Regions from separate parts of the Gossypium hirsutum genome. Here region 1 is linked to region 2. A link is a contact called in public Hi-C data. All regions are on one chromosome and are shown on one strand. The core of a region is the stretch at or near the end of the contact, and the rest is flanking DNA. Distances in the headings are between cores, read along the strand shown. Region 1 holds the start of LOC107892059 (pentatricopeptide repeat-containing protein At2g29760, chloroplastic). Region 2 holds the start of LOC121221190 (membrane-anchored ubiquitin-fold protein 4).

Region 1 (4,073 bases), core at 340-2,839, 910 kb after region 2:
CTGTCGATACCACAGATTGTTCTATACCACCAACCTGAATGGCCTGGTGATTTATAGCATTTAGATGGTTCGAAATCTGAACGGGATTGAAACCCCCCACATCAATCACCTTGTCCACCTTATCATGGGCCATAGAGGAGCCATCATCAAATTTTTTCTGGTTAAGCCCTGATGTTTCCCCATTAGAATTAATGGGTTTCAAAATTTTTGGCCCAACTTTAGGCCTATGTCCAATAAGAACTCCTTTACCTTTCCTATTCGGCCCCATCTTCCTAACCCCATTTGCTCCCTTAGTCATCATTTTTGCCATTCGATCTCCTACATATCTTCAACCTGCCCACTAAATACGTCTTGATTCAATCCATCTTCCTTTTCCAGAATTGAAAATCTAGATCCTCCTTGATTGGCTCTTCGGCCACTGTTTCTAGGTTCACCGTTGCTCCGGGCCTTTCCCCCACGATGCCTCTCAACCAACATCTAAGGGCCAAAGGCCTCTTCCTCCACTCGCTTCTAGATACCCGATGAAACCCCAACTATTCCTAACGATTCATTTTCCTTGCCCGGTTGCGGTCCTTTCGTGCCAATGCAACCTTCAGAGCTATGGCTGTATAAACCACACTGAAAACAGACGTTCCGTAATGATTCATACTCAACCCGCTGTAATTGATCATTGATTCTCACTTTTGAAATTAACAGTTTCTGCAGATCAACACAGACCGCTAATCTAGTAAACTGACCCTTCCTTTCAAGATTCGTATTAATATTGAGTTTGATAACTGGTCCAATAATCTGCCCAATAGCTCTGAGCAAGACCTTTGAGTAGAACCCTTCAAGTAAACCTGGTAATCTAATCCAAACAACTTGAATACTCATATCAGCATTCGTGGATGAAAAATCCAGAGACCATGGACGAACCGTCAGATAATTACCATAAACAACCCAAGGGCCTCCTGTTAACACATTTTTATAGTCATCTGTATCATCAAACTGAACCAAGTAAAACTCATTATCCAAATCCATGAGTTGGAATGAGCCTTTGGGTTTCCACAGAAGCGTAATCTTTTTGCTAAGTGCATTAAACCCAATTTTGGACCCTAAAAGCTTGACGATCACAGTTCTTGACATTTTACGCTCAATAAATTTGTGAACACGATTCGAAAACGTTACCAATGGAACTCCGTCCACCATTTCATAACCACGTCCCCATCTTGCAGTTCAAAACCTTCTTCCATTCTAGTATGTTGTACTGCCTCATGGACATCCCCCATTAGCGTTGCCTTATATGTGATTCTAGTTGTATCCTGGTTTTGGATTTGCTGACCATCTCCATCAACTGTTGGATCATCCGCTTCTTGTGATGACTCCGGTCGCCTTTTCACTTTCTTAGTTACTCTCCTAATGCCGGTATTAGGCCTGCCACCATTATTGTCCACCATCGCCAATATCCCAAGCTAAAAATTACCCTAAAAAATATTTATTTTAAAAATAATATATTATTAAATAATAAAATAATTAATCTATAAAATAATGAATTAAGCATAAAAATTTTAATACTAAAATGAGAAAACAAGTATACTTCGGGTGCCAAATCATACATTAAGCCTAAAAATGGTGGTAAGATTTAAGAAACAAGTTCATACATCGTGAGCCTAATACAAGAAATTGACTCCAAATATTCTGCTACTTGAACCTCCGCTGTTCATGAAACTTGCAAGGCCCATTTCGCGACGTTTCACCAGCTTCTCATCCCGTTTAAAACCAGATCGAGTAACCAAGAATCCCCTGTCTATCACCGTCGCTAAAGAGCTTCACGCGTATTTAATCAAGACCCACCGCCACGATGATTCCTCTTCAATATCTTCCGTTATCAGAGCTTACTGTCTTGCTCCCTTTCATTTGCACAAAGCCTATCTCGTTTTCAATCAAATTAAACTACCCACTTTGTTAAACTTTAATCTCATGATCCGTGGTTTTTCCCAGAGTACCCAACCCATTGAAGCTATTAAAATCTATTACAAAATGTACTGTTTCCACGGTTTTTCTGGTGATAATATGACTTTTATTTTTGTTTTCAAGGCCTGTGCTCGAGTTTTAGATATTAAAACCGGTCAAAAGTTTCATGTTCATGCTGTGAAACTAGGGTTTGATTCCTATTTATTCGTTGCAAATGCGTTGATTCATATGTACTCTAGCTGTGGTGATTTGGATTTTGCGAGGAAAGTGTTTGATACAATGGGCAAAAGAGATTTAGTTTCTTGGAATTCTTTGATTTGTGGGTACAGTCAATGCAAAAAGTTCAAGGAATTGTTGGGTTTGTTTAACGCAATGCAAGAAGATAATGTGAAAGCTGATGCTGTGACAATGGTGAAAGTTATTTTAGCTTGTTGTTATACGGATAACATGGGTTTGGCAGATTCTATGGTCAAATATATTGAGGAAAATTGCATTCATGTTGATGTTTATTTGGGTAACACTTTGATAGATATGTATGGAAAACGTGGTTTAGTTAATTTAGCACGGGAAGTTTTTGATAGAATGCCTGAGAGAAATTTAGTGTCTTGGAATGCATTGATCAAGGGGTACATAAAAGCAGGGCAAGTTGTTGAAGCAAGGAAGGTTTTGACAACATGAAGCAAAGGGATGTGATTTCTTGGACTTCCATGATTACAGGTTACTCTCAAGTTAACCAATTTAAAGATGCATTGAAGCTTTTCCAAGATATGATGGCTGCTAAGGTTACACCTGATGAGATTACAGTGGCTACTGTTCTTTCTACTTGTGCCAACTTGGGTGTTCTTGATGTTGGACAGGCAGTTCATGACTATATCTGCAAGCATGGTATACGAGCCGATGTTTATGTTGGAAACTCCTTGATTGATATGTATTTCAAGTGTGGTGTGGTTAAGAGGGCTTTGGAAGTATTCCACGATATGAAAGAGAAGGATTCTGTTTCATGGACTTCAGTTATCTCAGGACTTGCTGTTAATGGTTTTGCTGATTCTGCACTTGAATATTTCTCACAGATGTTGAAAGATGGTGTTGGCCCAACTCACGGGTGCTTTGTTGGGATTTTGCTTGCATGCACTCATGCTGGATGGGTAGATAAAGGGTTGGAATTTTTTGAAAGTATGGAAAAAGTTCATGGACTAACCCCTGAAATGAAGCATTATGGCTGTGTTGTGGATCTTTTAAGTCGTTCTGGGTATCTAGAAAGGGCCTACGAGTTCATTAAGAAAATGCCTGTACATCCAGATGTGGTACTGTGGAGGATATTGTTGGGTGCATGTAAGCTTCATGGAAATGTAGTCTTAGCTGAGATTGCCACAAACAACCTTATTGAACGGGATCCTTCTAACAGTGGAAATTATGTTCTCTTGTCAAACACTTATGCAATCTCAGATAGATGGGATGCTGCTACGAAAATGAGAGAGTTGATGGACGGGAACAATGTGCAGAAGCCTTCTGGTTGGAGCTCCATTGAAGTAGATAGATGACTTGAATTGTTATTTACTAATTTAATCTTTTATAGAATACACAAAAATTAACAACTTTTTTTAACCCAGCATTTGGCCTATTAATTAAGGATATACACCATACCCTAAGGTCACAGAATTGATTTGCAGATCGTGTCTGTATCCGTGTGATAGTTTAAATGGGTGCTTCTAAGGTGGTGCGGGGCGCCGGGGGGGGGGGGTACGGGCGTAGGTAGGGGCAGTTAGGGTTCCCACCTCAACTTTTTAAAACCTTTTTTTTTAACTATGGAGTTATTTATTCTCAAAATTGATAAAATTCGATTTGGTCCCATTAAAATTAATTTAATGCAATAAATTTATACTTTTTAAGTATACATGGTTATTACTTTTATCTCTTTTTTTTTACATTTGTAATTAATCAAATTATATATTTACATTATTTATTTTATTTTAGTTATATTTTTTTATGCTCATAATAAAAAATTAAAAATAAAATATTACTATTTTTTTTATAAATTAGATATTATTGAAAAATTAAATGCTGAAAATTAAAGATTAAAAAATTAAGTGTTGAATTTAAGTTATAAAATATGTTTAGTA
Region 2 (3,571 bases), core at 1,037-3,536:
CATTCCAACTCAAGCATATATAACATGCATATACAAGATAAAAACCATCCATTCCAATTCAAACCTCTTTCGAGTCTCAAATAAAATCACTTGCATGCGGACAAATCGTAATACCTGTTTTAACTTTTGTTACAGACGGCTGCACGACAACATGCATGGTGATGACTGCTTCAGGAAGATCACCAAAATGTACTCTACACTGGCCAACAATCTTGTTGTTCTCCAAAATTTTCCCAGCATTTATCAGTTTGATGTCATTTGCTCCCTTAGGCGCAATTTTTTTATCTAAGATATTAGAAAACAATATTAGATCCAACATTATAAAGCACAAACACAACATCTCAAAGTTTAGACATCTCGATAATAGGTATACTGATAATGCTAACTAATTTATACTTTTCGACACTAATGAAGTCAAAAAATTAAAGAGAGTACAACAAAACTTTAAAGGAAATAGTCCAACCCCTTTTCCACAAATTCTTTCCAGTAATCCATAGTCGGATTCATCCTAAATTATTGACCAAATAGGATTTTCGGCAAATGTCTTTGACGGCGGTGGCAAATATAAAGACATGCAAAGTATTGCCAAGAGTATGACTACTTGATAGCATAGATATATCATCTAACACAACTACAAAGAACGATAAGATCAAATAAGGAGACAAACAAAACATAAATAGTCAGCAATGCGAGCAGGTTGTCAAATGAAATAGCAACAATTAAGTAATAGCAACCCAAGCAATTTGAATGCTGAAAACCAGGATGAATAAACAAGGAATCCTTCGTACAAGAAGGATAGAACAGATATTTTATGCCAAACCTTATCCGAAAGAGTTTTCATCCACACATGAAAATGAATATACATTAGACATCCATCCGATAATTAACAGTACATGTTCCATATCTAACAAAAGTTGACTTATAGCATCCATAAACAGGTGCAGCTGTTAACATCTAGAGATCTTTCCTATGAGAAAACCATATTGGTGGCAATCTATTTCAAGACTAGTAAGCTATGAGATTTGTATAAACTAATTACCAATTATAAGTTAAAGCTTGCCATCAATCTATGCCTATTTAACAGAGAAGTTTGTATTTGCTGCAAACAAGTGTTGGATTGAGTTTAACAGAGAGGACAACCCACTATTTCTGAAAATTGCAAACTATAATAAATTCCATATAAGAACCCTTTTAAACAAGCAAACTATAATAAATGCCATATGTTGAAAATAACTTCGAAACGCCACCACATTATCTTGAAGCATCAATCAAGGAAACCCTAACTAAAAAACACAAATGTAAGGGGAACAAAGAAACCAATGAACGCATCCCAAGGACCCAACATTAAAAACAAAACACCCTTGAGTCATATGAAATAGAAATTACGCTTTGGGGTAAACAGACACATAACTTTTGAAAGAGAAAATGGAAGAACAAACCTTTAGGCCATTCAGCAACAATTCTTTCCTTGAGCATAGCAATGGTTGAAGCAGGCGAGTATCGAAATGGACCCATATCTGATCCATCGTACAACCGAAACTTAATCTCTACCACCTCCTCCTCCGGCATTTCAATTTCCAAAATTATCCACCAAAATCAAAACCCTTGCCTTCTTTTCCAAAAAAAAAAACCCTCTCAAATTCACCACTACATACAATTTATTTTTATTCTCACTTCCTACACCTAAAACCAAACAGATAAAACCCTGTTTAAAGTGCCTAGAAAAAAGCAAGAAAAATTGAAGTAAAACAGCACACTGTTTGGGTTTCCCTAGAAAATGAAAGAAAAAGTAACAGATTCCAAAATCACACCTCACTCCACCCTAACCCTTGGGGTATTTTTCGTTGTAATTACACACATGAAACGATAAAAAGAGATTGAAATTTTAGAAAGAAAAAAACCCTAAACCGACAACTAAAACTACAACAAGACTTTAAATATATATACCTTTAGAAAAAAAAAGTTGTTACAAAAAGGAAAAAAGATGAAATGAATTGCGGAGCTCTTTTCTCTTCTCTTGAGGGTGATTTATATATACACGAGGGAGACTACAAAAGATTCAAAGAATTGGTTAAACTTTCAAGAGAACCCAGATTAGACCCGATCTTCACGCTTTCTTTCTTTTTTTTAATCTTTGAGTTGTTTATTTTTATGTTTCCATTTGCAAATGCAGAAGGGAGAGACATGGAGGTATCGTAAATAGTGAGTTAGGAGGGATGGATATTAGAGAGGGCGTGGCGTATTTTGGTTGGTGAATGGAAAAGAATAAAGCTGAAAAAACATGGTAAAGACAAGGACTAGGAAGGTCCCTTTGACCATAATTTAAGCTTCGAACATAAACGCGTGTCCCTAAGTCAAAAAAGAGCGGTGAAGTAATTGCTAAACACGCCGTTGCCTTTTTCTTTTAATTAATAAAACTAAATTTGACTCTGCCGCCTACTAACATAATAATTGAGTTGCCTTTTTATTATAACTAGACCAGCAAACGAGAGAAAGGGAGTCTCGAAGCAATCGTGAGAGAGATGGGTCACAGAAAACCTTACGAACGCTAAGTTATTAGTGATCGTGAAGACTGGAAGAGTTTAAAGTCAAATGTAGTGGAAGCAATCCAGAGCCTTGAGTGCGGAGGTTTGTCGTCATTAGAGCTTCCAAGGATGAGCACGATGTGAAGCCGCAAGTGTTAAGGATGGGTATCGTGTCATACGGCAAAGATCAATTGGGCAGCATGAGAGAATGTGAAAGCAAGTAGATTCGAAAAGAAGTCCAACCCCTCATATATAAAAGTGCAATGGAAAGAGTGCAGAGAGCGCCAACATCATGGAGGCAAAAGAACTGAGAGTGATGGTTTCTCCAAGTGCAGTAACGGTCAAGAAAAATTGAGCATAGAAGACTTGGCCTGAAGGCCTGAGGAGTCACTCAGATAGAAGGTGTCGATCGAGGGATCAAGTGCGGAATTCCCCTAGCAACAAGCGCACCATTAGATTGAGTAGGGGAGAATGTCGGGGAACCCCCAAGTGCTACAACAAGTCTAGAATGGTGCACACTCGATAAAAATAAGTTCACTCACAATGATTTTGCCACTAACCACGCTTTTATTTCACTTGTTTTGCTTTTAGTCACTCAATTTTTTAATATATTTAACAAGAGTCTATATACATCATATCAAACAATCTAGTCTCTTTTCTCTCAAGAACAATTTGAAACAACCAAATTCTTTCTACTTAACCCTCAATATCCATGGCCCAACATCCATTTCATAGTGCATTTTAAGATCAAGGACAAAGATGTTATAGTATTCTCAAATACCAATCATGAGATAATTGTAATTACATACTTATTTTACCTTATTTATTAATATAAGGTATTGTCATTATAATTTCAATTTTTTTCTGTGTATATAAATAAACTGAATTGTAATAAATTCCTAAGAAATATGATTATTGTTAAAAGGTATTTTGTCAAGTATTATTGAAGGTTTGGACAACAATAATGCATTGAGACTAATGTGTAGTTGATTGATGACAAACTGTTATCATTGACATAAGAATGTCAAAATCAATACATGAGTATG

Evidence for each region. A called contact is a pair of places that touch in the nucleus more often than the background predicts.
Region 1: a contact with region 2 is called in a Hi-C map of leaf, with 2.5 times the contacts expected there. The contact joins the promoter of LOC107892059 here to the promoter of LOC121221190 in region 2. A contact is called at or near these places in 4 of 34 Hi-C or Micro-C datasets (callus and leaf).

Annotation. Positions count from the first base shown.
Region 1 is chrD09:15,111,471-15,115,543 of Gossypium_hirsutum_v2.1, forward strand. It overlaps LOC107892059 (pentatricopeptide repeat-containing protein At2g29760, chloroplastic), which reads left to right and starts at 1,590. Exons shown (of 2, transcript XM_016817030.2): 1 at 1,590-2,614; 2 at 2,617-3,602. The coding sequence starts at 1,702. The coding sequence ends at 3,494. It overlaps LOC107892690, which reads right to left and starts at 1,125. Exons shown (of 1, transcript XM_016817749.1): 1 at 511-1,125. The coding sequence starts at 1,125. The coding sequence ends at 511.
Region 2 is chrD09:14,199,465-14,203,035 of Gossypium_hirsutum_v2.1, forward strand. It overlaps LOC121221190 (membrane-anchored ubiquitin-fold protein 4), which reads right to left and starts at 2,287. Exons shown (of 3, transcript XM_041101826.1): 1 at 1,440-2,287; 2 at 115-285. The coding sequence starts at 1,569.